Linked DNA regions of Mus musculus: regions 2 and 3 are each linked to region 1. Evidence: chromatin contacts called from public HiChIP or PLAC-seq data. All regions are on one chromosome and are shown on one strand. The core of a region is the stretch at or near the end of the contact, and the rest is flanking DNA. Distances in the headings are between cores, read along the strand shown.

Region 1 (3,614 bases), core at 618-3,117:
CCTTATAAGAAGAGAGATGTTTAACCTGCATCATGGCCACTGTCGGCCTCAATGGTGGCAGAGGTGATGGTGGGGTTTGGTGGTGCTGGGACATGCAGGCCCAGAGCAGGGAGGGAGGAATCCTACTCCTGCCGGTCTCAGGACTGGATTTTCAGGGTTTGTGCATAGCTCGACCTCTCTCCCTCTCTCCCTCCCTCTCTCCAGCTCCAGGTTGGCTCCCCTGGTTGCAGAGGGCTCCTCAGCCCCACACACCACCAGTTCCTTTCTTTAGCTTATTAAAACAAAATTTTATCCATGAAAGAGAGTGATGGTGATATCTATAGAACTCAGTGGGTCATGAGTTCTCCATTTTTATAAAATCTACCGTAGCTAGAGTTAGTATTAGATACTCAGAATTTACTAATTAGCTAGTTACCTGATAGGCCCAGCTTCAGTTTTTAGAAGTAAAAACATCTTTAGCGTTTAGGCTTCAGTCATTGACTTAGTTTTTTGGGTTTTTTTAAGTCCAGTATGTGTTTATTGGGATGGTTCTTCCCTTAGTTGCCTCCTCCCAAAGAAACTCCTCCTGTAACCTTTGCTTTCCCCCTTGGAGGCCGGCAGAGGGCAGGGAGTCAGGCAACCCACAAGACCATTATTTGTGCAGTGCTAATGACCCTGGTGGGATTTTAGCCTCCTGGGTGGTTTATACCCATGGATTAGAAATTAGGAACCTTGAGGGGAGAGGCTGGGGGTGGGGCGCTGAACAAATAAATTAATTAAAAAAAAGAAATTTGCACTCTTCTACAGATAGCTGAGATCCTTTGCAAAAGATTTATTCTGGTAGGAAGATTTTGTTTTTGTTTTGAGGGGACTCATAGCAATCCTGCTGCTTCAGCCTTCCAAGTGCAGGAATTACAGGCATGAGCCACCATGCCTGGCTTAACATTAGCATTTTGAACAAAAGATAAAGGACACAATACACAAAACTATCCTTCCATGTGATTTTGCAGTTGGTGGCCTGTGGCTGAGCCACTCTGCATTGCCTGGGAATGCTAGCACTTGAATCTTCTGACATCTTTTTTTTTTTTTTTCTCTTTCAGAGACAGGGTTTCTCTGTGTACCCCTGGCTGTCTTGGCACTCACTTTGTAGACCAGGCTGGCCTCGAACTCAGAAATCTGCCTCTGCCTCCCAAGTGCTGGGATCATAGGCATGCGCCACCACCACCCGGCTTCTGACATCTTTTTAACATATCTATTAGCTTTTTGAGAGGAAGTCTCATGTAAGTCCAGGCTGGCATCCAGTTTGAAAGCAGAAGATAACACTGAACTTGGGGTCCCATCTCCACTTGGCAGGTGCTGGGTTACAAATGTGAGCAACACTGTCCACATTTTTCAACACCTTATCCAGTCATGGCAGTAAGAAATTGTCCACAGGAACAGTGTGCAACAAACTCAGAAAGTCATGATTCTGAGGTACTGGGATGTCCTGCCTCATGGTCAGAAAGGGACACAGCAATGGCAAGCAATAATGCCTTATGGGGGACAGTTTAGTCGCCATCACCCAGGAGGCAGAGGCAGGTGGATTTTTGGAGGCTCTACATACTTCCCATGTGTGATCATGCACTTAAACTAACACTGACACCAATAAAGCCATTCACTATTGATGCTATCCTGAGACCCACAAAAGCTACTGCCATGTACTAGGTGCTGTCCAGCCTATCACAAAGGTATAATGTAGAGTCAACTTTTTCTCCTACCAGGAACTCACTAGTTTGTTGGTGTGCCATAGGTGGGGACTAGAGCCCTTCAGCTCAGCAAGGCTCCTCCCAGAAGCCTGGGGACCTCGCTGTCCTCATGCTCCGCCTTTTCCTTCTATTTCCCGGGTCTGACGTGAGTGTATACAGGCCAGTTGGAAGTCGGCAGGGTAGTGGTGATAGCTCTGAGACTGCTGACACGCCTATAAACTGCAGCTAGGGAATCGAGTTCTCAACCATCATCCTTTGCTGGAACCAAGGGATTGGGCGATGGGCTGCTCCCACCGGCTGCTGCTGTGGCTGGGAGCTGCTGGTAAGTGCTGTTTGGTGGTCAGGGTACCAGCCAACCAGAGACAACTAGATTTGGGGCTGCATTAGCAACAGACCAGGTCTCAATGGTTCCTTCTAAGGTGGCCTTGTGCTTTTAGAGTACAGCAAGAAAGGTGCGGAGCACGTCCGAATCTAAGAATCAGATGGGGCCTTGGCACTACTTGGGAGGAAGCTAGAGAGAGGAGAGGTGGTGGGGTGCTGTACAACAGAGAGCGGTGCAGCCCCCAAGTCACTCCATGAGAGCTCTGGAATGATATATGTAGACATATATGTATATATATATATATATATATATGTATATATATATATATGTATATATGTAGATATATGTATATGTCATGATATATGTAGACACCTTGCAAGGCTTGGGAAACCCGGTTGGGTGGTAGGTGTCTAGCTTCAGCCTCTGTATGCACCAGCTGGGCGGCATTCGGGGTGTGGCTGGAAGCAGGGTACTGCTGAGTGGCTATCCATCTCTTATGTCTCCCCTGTCACATTCTGCATCATCTAACCCTTCTTCCTGTCACCTTTCAGGAACTATTCTTTGCTCCAACTCGGAGTTCCAGACACCTTTTCTAACACCTTCGCTTTTGCCGGTGCTGGTACTCAATTCCCAGGAGCAGAAAGTCACCCCCACACCCAGTAAATTGGAGCCAGCTTCCCTCCCAAATCCTCTAGGTGAGTTTCAGGCTCCTCCCTTTTCTTGGTTCACCATCTCCAGATCCCTAGGCCTGGAGAGGAACTTTTTCCTTCTCCCTTTGTACCTAGGCACACGGGGGCCTTGGGTGTTTAACACCTGTGGCGCCAGCGGCAGGAGCGGACCCACACAAACACAGTGCGATGGGGCATACACAGGAAGCAGCGTGATGGTGACAGTGGGGGCTGCCGGGCCGCTCAAAGGCGTGCAGCTGTGGCGGGTGCCAGACACAGGCCAGTATCTGTAAGTGCCCAGCAGGAAGAGGGTGGCAATCACCTCTTAGGCTGAGGTTCTACAGACCAGGGAAGTTATCTTAAAACATTCCGCAGAGAAGTCTAGTGTCAGTCACTTCGATTGTCTGTCCTCCTCCTAAGTTAACCATCGTCAGGACGGCCGCCCAATCAACGGTGGCTGAAGATGGGGCTGGATGATTCCAGCCATCTCCGTTAACGCTCTTGAAATACTCGTGGAACCCAACCCAAAACTCGGTTCTTCCCCATCCCTTCACAGTCCATCTAAGTCCCTTAGGAAGAAGCTTTCCGGCCACGGGTTCCCGACCTTGAGCCGCCGCCTGGTCCAGGACCGAGGCGCCTAGGACTGAGACGCGGACCGGTGCTCTCTCCTCCTGCAGGATCTCCGCCTACGGAGCGGCGGGCGGCAAGGGCGCCCAAAACCACCTGTCACGGGCGCACGGCATCTTCCTCTCAGCAGTCTTCTTCCTCCGTCGCGGGGAGCCGGTGTACATCCTTGTGGGGCAGCAGGGCCAGGACGCCTGTCCCGGAGTAAGCGGGGCGAGTGGGACAGGGGCGCCCGGTCCGAGAGCTGGGGGAGGAGAGAGTCCCTGGTCACGCAGC
Region 2 (3,318 bases), core at 45-2,544, 74 kb before region 1:
TTTTTTTTTTTTTGGTTTTTCGAGACAGGGTTTCTCTGTATAGCCCTGGCTGTCCTGGAACTCACTTTGTAGACCAGGCTGGCCTCGAACTCAGAAACCCACCTGCCTCTGCCTCCTGAGTGCTGGGATTAAAGGCGAGCGCCACCACGCCCGGCTGGCACACACCTTTAATCACAGCACTAGGGAGGCAGAAGCAGGTAATTTCTGTGAATTCAAGGCTAGCCTAATCTATTAAGTACCAGGCCAGCCAGGGCTACATAGAAAGACAGTGTATCAAAAAAAAAAAAAAAAAAAAAAAAAAAAGGGAGCGGAGACTTAGAAAGGTGGTTCAGTGGTTAAGGTCACTGGGTACCCTTCCAGAGGTTCTAAGTTCAATTCCCAGCAACCACTTAGTAGCTCACAACCATCTATAATGTGATCTGATGCCCTCTTCTGGCATGCATACATATATGAAAAAAAATAGGACAAGTTAGGTGTCTTAATGTTTATTTTATGTATATGAGTACACTGTAGCTGTCTTCAGATACACCAGAAGAGCACATCAGATCCCATTACAGATGGTTGTGAGCCACCATGTGGTTGCTGGAAATTGAACTCAGGACTTCTGGAAGAGCAGTCAGTGCTCTTAACCACTGAGCCATCTCTCCAACCCCTAAAAAAAATTTTAAAAAAGAAAGAAAAAAAGATAAGAATGACCTTTCTTTGGAATTTTTTTCTTTCATTTCATCGTTTTATTTTATTTGAGATCGACCACAAACTTGCTACGTAGCCGTTTTAGTTGGAGTTTCTATTGCTGTGCTAAACACTATGACCAAAAGCAACTTGGAGAAATGATTCATTTCGCCTCAAGTTTATACTAAATTGTGAAGGGAGGTAGAGGGAGGAACCTGGAGGCAGGAACTGAAGCAGAGGCCATGGAAGAGTGCTGCTTACTGTGCCCGGCATGGTGGCACATGCCTTTAATCCCAGTACTCAGGAGGCAGAGGCAGGTGGATTTCTGAGTTCGAGGCCAGCCTGGTCTACAAAGTGAGTTCCAGGACAGCCAGCGCTAGGGCTATACAGAGAAGCACCGTCTCGAAAAACCAAAGAGAGGAGAGAGAGAGAGAGAGAGAGAGAGAGAGAATTCCCCACAAACTTGCCCACAGGCCAATCTGATGGAGCCATTTTCTCAGCTGAGGATCGATCCCTCTTCCCAGATGACCCCAGCTGGGTGAGGCTGACAAATAGGTAATCAGCTCAGTAAGTAGCCTAAAATGGCTGGGTGTGTCTGATTGCTGAGAACTGGGATTCCAGACACCATGACCACACCCAGTTTAATCAGCGCTAAAAGATCAAACCCAAGGCTTCATATTTGCTGAGTGTGGGCTTTAACCTCCTCAACCATAAATCTGAAAAACATTTTTTAAAATCAAAGGTAGTTAGCCTTGCCAGAGTTTCCCAACCCCTTTCCTTTTATTCTCTCTTCGTCTGTGTGTTCCTTTGTGGGACACCAAGATTTTTTTTCTAGAAGCATCTATTTTGGGTGGTTTATGAGATAGACTCATGTAGCCCAGGCTGTTCTGGAATGGGCTACACTGCTGAAGATAACTTTGAACTTTTTTTTTTTCGAGACAGGGTTTCTCTGTGTGGCCCTGGATGTCCTGGAACTCATTCTGTAGACCAGGCTGGCCTCAAACTCAGAAATCTGCCTGCCTCTGCCTCCCAATTGCTGGGATCAAAGGCGTGTGCCACCACTGCCCAGCTGACATTGAACTTCTGATGTTCCTGCTTCCATTTTCCAAATGTTAGGATTACAGGGTTGTGCTACTATGTCCAGTCCTATCTTTTTTATTTATTATTTCCTTTTCTCCTGTGTGGCTGGGTTTGGGACACAGGCCTTTGTACATGCTAGACGAGTACCAAGACCATGAACTCACTTAGAACCTCTGCCTTCTGAGTTATGCACCATGATGCATAGCAGAGCAAGCATTTGCTTTTAAAAAAGATTCTCATCTAGGCAGTGGTGACTCTCATGCCTTTAATCAAGTTCCTGGACAGCCAGGGCTACATGGAGAAACCCTGTCTACACAATCCAAAAAACAAAAAAAATAAAAAAGACAAAGGATTCATTTGAGTGTGCATGTGTGTGTGTGAGTGTGCATGTGTGAGCATGTGTGTGTGAGTGCATGTGTGAGCACGTGTGTGTGAGTGTGTGTGTGCAAGCCCATGTGTGTGTGTGCGTGCGTGTGTGCATGTGTGTGTCTGTGTACACATACAAATGCACAGGGAAGCCCAGAGGATAATATTGAGTGTCATTCCTCAAGTCTATCCTTTTTCTCTTTCTTTTTTAAGTATTTGAGACACGTCTCTAGGCTAGCTAGCCTACCTCTGCTTCCCTGGCACTAGGGTTACAAGTGTTTATAACCCTATCTACTGTTTTCTTATGTGGACGCTGGAAGTAAAAATCAGGTCCTCAAACTTGGCGAGCATTGGAGCCACCTTCCCTCCCTAGACTAAAGGTTCTTGCCAGGCTCCATGGGGCAGACCTCTAGTCTAGCACTTGGGAAGTAGAGGCAGGAAGATCAGAAGTTCATGGTCTGCTTGTGTTTGTTTACTGCTTTGTTTTTGTCTCATTATGTAGACGAGGCTGGTCTGGAACTCACAGAGATGCACTTGCATGATGGATAAAGTCTACTTTGAATCAGTGTAAACTGAGTACAGTGATACACCGCTGTTATGCCAGAAGTTGGGAGTCTGAGGCAGGAGGATCTCAAGTTCCAAGTCTGAGGTCAGATGGAAGCACATAGTAAAATTGATAAGGCATAGAGGGGACAGACAGGGCACTTTTATATTCTCTATTACAAAGACATACTTGTGTTCTGGAAAAGTGCTAGGCTGATACCAATAAAAACTAACTGTAATCAGGGTTTCAAGAAATATTTGAACCCAGATATTCAGAGAATAAGGAACTGATACCAAGAGAGGCATACATATCACAAGTGTGGCAGACCTCCTGACTAGAAGGCTGACTGAGCTCTCAGATGCTGACTGCCTCTCTCTTTCTTCCCTGGCTTCTCTGTGCATAATCAGCTATCTAGGAAGGAGATGAGTAGCAGGGTTTTCTTTCTTTCTTTTTTTTTTTTTTTTTAAGATGTTACTCTGGAGCCTCGAGAGTTGGCTCAGTGGTTAAGTGCACTTGCTGATCTTCAAGAGGAGCCAGGTTTGGTTTTTAGCACCTATTTTAATCGTCCTGTAATTTGCGTTCCAGGGGATCTGATGCCCTTTTCTAGCCTCCATAGGCACCTACATTCATATGTGTATAACCACACACTGATACAT
Region 3 (3,321 bases), core at 634-3,133, 97 kb before region 1:
CCATTGCCAGTTCGCTACGTAAGAGACTTACTTTAGTCTTTTTTTTTTTTTAATTATTATATGTAAGTACACTGTTGCTGTCTTCAGACACTCCAGAAGAGGGTGTCATATTTCATTACAGATGGTTGTGAGCCACCATGTGGTTGCTGGGATTTGAACTCAGGACCATTCGGAAGAGCAGTCGGTGCTCTTAACCGCTGAGCCATCTCTCCAGTCCCCTTACTTTATTTAGTCTTACCAGACTTCTATTGGCTTTAGTCTTTTTTTTTTTTTCTAAATAAACCTCAACTTTATTCAGCTGACATGTTCTGAAAACAAGGGGTGTAAATAAATTGCCAATCAAAGCTATTTAAATTCAACAAGGCAAGCTGGCTTTTGAGAAAAAGCTTGAAATGAAACCTGTAAAACCTACTATTTACTTGGTCCTTGGATTTAGCATTCCTTCAAGTGGCCATACATGGAGAATACATCTATTTTCTTAGTCTTAGATTCCTTCTGGCACCCTACTAGCTTCAAACCCTGTCACTTAGACGACTGTACCAAGGTGCACACACCATCTGCTAGCTGCAGCTTCTGACAAGCTCTGATAGGGACGCAGGCCTCCTCCCCTAGAGGGTATCCCACTCAGGCTAGGGGCCCTTCCCTGCTGGAGCCTGTAAGGACAGTTTGCCCAATCAGGTCAGAGTCTTCTCACAAGGCACTGAATGGAAATTTGAGGGAGGGCAGCCTGGGCAACCAACTCAATGCCCCTTGAGTCCAGATCCTCTGCGTCCATTCCCTGCCCCCAGGCAGTAGTGCTGACCTCACCACAAATTCATTCCAAAGGGAGACCTGGCTGTGAAGGTGGAACATCAAGTTCACTAAAGCCAAGGATTGCTACAAAGGTGGAAACCCATTATGTACTACAAAACACTGCTCCAACAGCCAATGAAGGGCAGGGGCTAGGGCCTTTGCTGCCCACATTTTGAGTTCAAATGGCTCAATTACAGCTTGTACATCTTCCAAAGCATGCTGTCTGGTGGGATCTTCAGGTGCCAGGGGGCATAGGAGTCAGGTCTGTGCAGTACAAACTCTATGGCCAGCCAAGAGCCCATGCCTATCTGCCTCCCCAAAGTGAGATCAAGGTGTGGAGATGCTGCAGGTCTCCTGTCTTCGGAGAATACTTGGCTTCTCGAAACTTCCTGGTCCCAAGCGACTAGGAAACCACCTTCCACCTAGGACTTCTTTAATACCTGAACCTTTTGTTTAAGCTTGGATTCTGTGCCCCACTTTAGGCACTAAATGTAAGTAAATATACAGGGCTTTTTCTATGCCCACCCTGTTCTGAAATAATAACATGGAGATCTGGTATTTTTATAAATGAGCATCTTGCACTATATCGGGCAGGGTTCTTATCTATTCTAACTCTAATCTAACCTAATTAGTCCTCTGTGACTCCTTCTGGCAAACTCTCTGGTCTCTACAGGACCCTTTCACAGGAATTGGAAGTCCCATCATATTCTTTCCTGCACAGGAATTTGCTGAACAGCTATTAACCAATCAGAAGTGATGGAAAACAACTTTTACACAACATTGAGAAAGAAGATACATGACAATGCCAGTGTCCAGATGCAACAAGGTCTCGGGACGCAGTAATCAGCATCTGAATACACAGTGCACAAAACCATCTCCCAGGAGAGATCCACCTGCCTCTGTCTCCCAAATGCTGGTGTACACTATCACTACCCAGCTTATAAAACATATTTTTTTTTTATTTTTAAGGGCTAAGGGGCTAAAGAGACAATTCAAAAGTTATTTGTGCTGACTGCCCTCTCCAAGACTCAAGTTCAGTTCACAGCATCAATGTTGGACAACTCACACTGTCTTTAATCCCAGTCCAACAGGAATCAGACACTTCTGGCCTCAGAGAACATCCATACTCATGTGCACATACCAACTCCACACAGTCACTACATGTAGTGGTACATGCCTTTAATCCCAGAATTTGAAAAGTAGCAGTGGGTAGATTCCTGAGTCCAAGGCCAACCTGGTCTACATAGTGAGTTTCAGGACAGCCAGAGAGCCAGAGAGAGAGAGAGAGAGAGAGAGAGAGAGAGAGAGAGAGAGAGAGAGGGAGGGAGGGAGGGAGGGAGGGAGGGAGGGAGGGAGGGAGGGAGAGAGAGAGAGAGAGAGAGAGAGAGAGAGAGAGAGAGAGAGAGAGAGAGAGAGAGAGAGAGAGAGAGAGAGAGAGACCCTGCCTTAAAAAATAAAATAAGGGGCTGGAGAGATGGCTCAGTGGTTAAGAGCACTGACTGCTCTTCCTAAGGTCCTGAGTTCAATTCCCAGCAACCACATGGTGGCTCACAACCACCATCTGTGATGAGATCTGACACCCTCTTCTGGAGTGTCTGAAGACAGCAACAGTGTACTTACATATAATAAATCTTTAAATAAAATAAAATAAAATAAAATAAAATAAAATAAAATAAAATAAAAACACAGTTTTCCCTTAGGGCATGAACGCCAAACCTGTTCAGGCTGAATCAGCCCATCTAGTCTTCATACCACATGGAAATGCACTTTGCTAGAACTATTTAAATTTGATTGTTACTAGGGGCAGAGGAATTTATACTATTGTTCAGATATTGCACTATGTGTAGCCCAGGGAAGATGGGGGTTCCAGTGGTTTCTAAGGTTGCTAGGTGGATTATTGGCTGAGAAACATGTATGCATATTAAGGTCAGGGAACCAGCCTGTCAAGTGCATTACTACAAAATGGGGAGTTATATATAGCCAAAACCAGATAGGGTACCAGACTACACTATCTCCTATGCTTACCTGATCCATAAGGACCTGAATTCTGACTCTCAGCACTGATATGAAAGTCAGACATGTTCCCATGAACCCAGTGCAAAACATACCAGGGGCTGGCTAACCAGCTAGTCTAGCAAGCTCTAGGCACAGTGAGAGAGCTGCTCTCAAAAATTAAGATGGAGGGCCAGGCACGGAAATGCACAACTTTGGTCCCAACACTTAGTGGGTGGGGTTGAAAAGACAGGTGAATCTCTGAGAGTATAAGGCCAACCTAGCCTATATAGTGAGTTCCAGTCCAGCTGGGGCTACTTCAGATCTAGTCTGAAAGAAAAAAAAAGGAAAGAAAATGACACCCAATATTAACCTCTATCCTCTGTAGGTATGCATATCTCCATTTCCTCAACCTCTCACCTCCAACACACGCACATCGTACTTGATCATCTAACTACAGCTTTATCTTTCTAACTTGTTGAAGTTTTACTAAGTTTGTGATGGTTTTGACCAAAAGAATACAATAGAAATTGCTAA

What was found. HiChIP or PLAC-seq counts read pairs in DNA pulled down with a chosen protein or histone mark.
Region 2: a contact with region 1 is called in an H3K27ac HiChIP or PLAC-seq map of embryonic stem cells, with 8 read pairs. The contact joins the enhancer-like site here to the promoter of Ltk in region 1. A contact is called at or near these places in 4 of 39 promoter capture datasets (embryonic stem cells and epiblast stem cells), 2 of 484 Hi-C or Micro-C datasets (cortical neurons and embryonic stem cells), 2 of 115 datasets of contacts at active chromatin or transcription factors (both in embryonic stem cells) and 2 of 9 other capture datasets (adipose tissue and pancreatic islet).
Region 3: a contact with region 1 is called in an H3K27ac HiChIP or PLAC-seq map of embryonic stem cells, with 5 read pairs. The contact joins the enhancer-like site here to the promoter of Ltk in region 1. A contact is called at or near these places in 9 of 39 promoter capture datasets (embryonic stem cells, epiblast stem cells, frontonasal cranial neural crest and 6 more), 1 of 115 datasets of contacts at active chromatin or transcription factors (embryonic stem cells) and 2 of 9 other capture datasets (adipose tissue and pancreatic islet).

Annotation. Positions count from the first base shown.
Region 1 is chr2:119,758,684-119,762,297 of GRCm38.p6, reverse strand. It overlaps Ltk (leukocyte tyrosine kinase), which reads left to right and starts at 1,867. Exons shown (of 20, transcript NM_203345.2): 1 at 1,867-2,046; 2 at 2,598-2,741; 3 at 2,832-3,003; 4 at 3,392-3,542. The coding sequence starts at 2,004.
Region 2 is chr2:119,832,362-119,835,679 of GRCm38.p6, reverse strand. No RefSeq gene overlaps it. Among named protein-coding and RNA genes, the nearest start is that of Tyro3, 35 kb to the right of the region's middle. Within about 2 kb of position 1,294, at least 9 of the 459 cell types and tissues checked have an H3K27ac peak or open chromatin away from gene starts, as enhancers often do. A contact at or near this core is called in embryonic stem cells, where this site is marked.
Region 3 is chr2:119,855,878-119,859,198 of GRCm38.p6, reverse strand. No RefSeq gene overlaps it. Among named protein-coding and RNA genes, the nearest start is that of Mga, 40 kb to the left of the region's middle. Within about 2 kb of position 1,883, at least 6 of the 459 cell types and tissues checked have an H3K27ac peak or open chromatin away from gene starts, as enhancers often do. A contact at or near this core is called in embryonic stem cells, where this site is marked.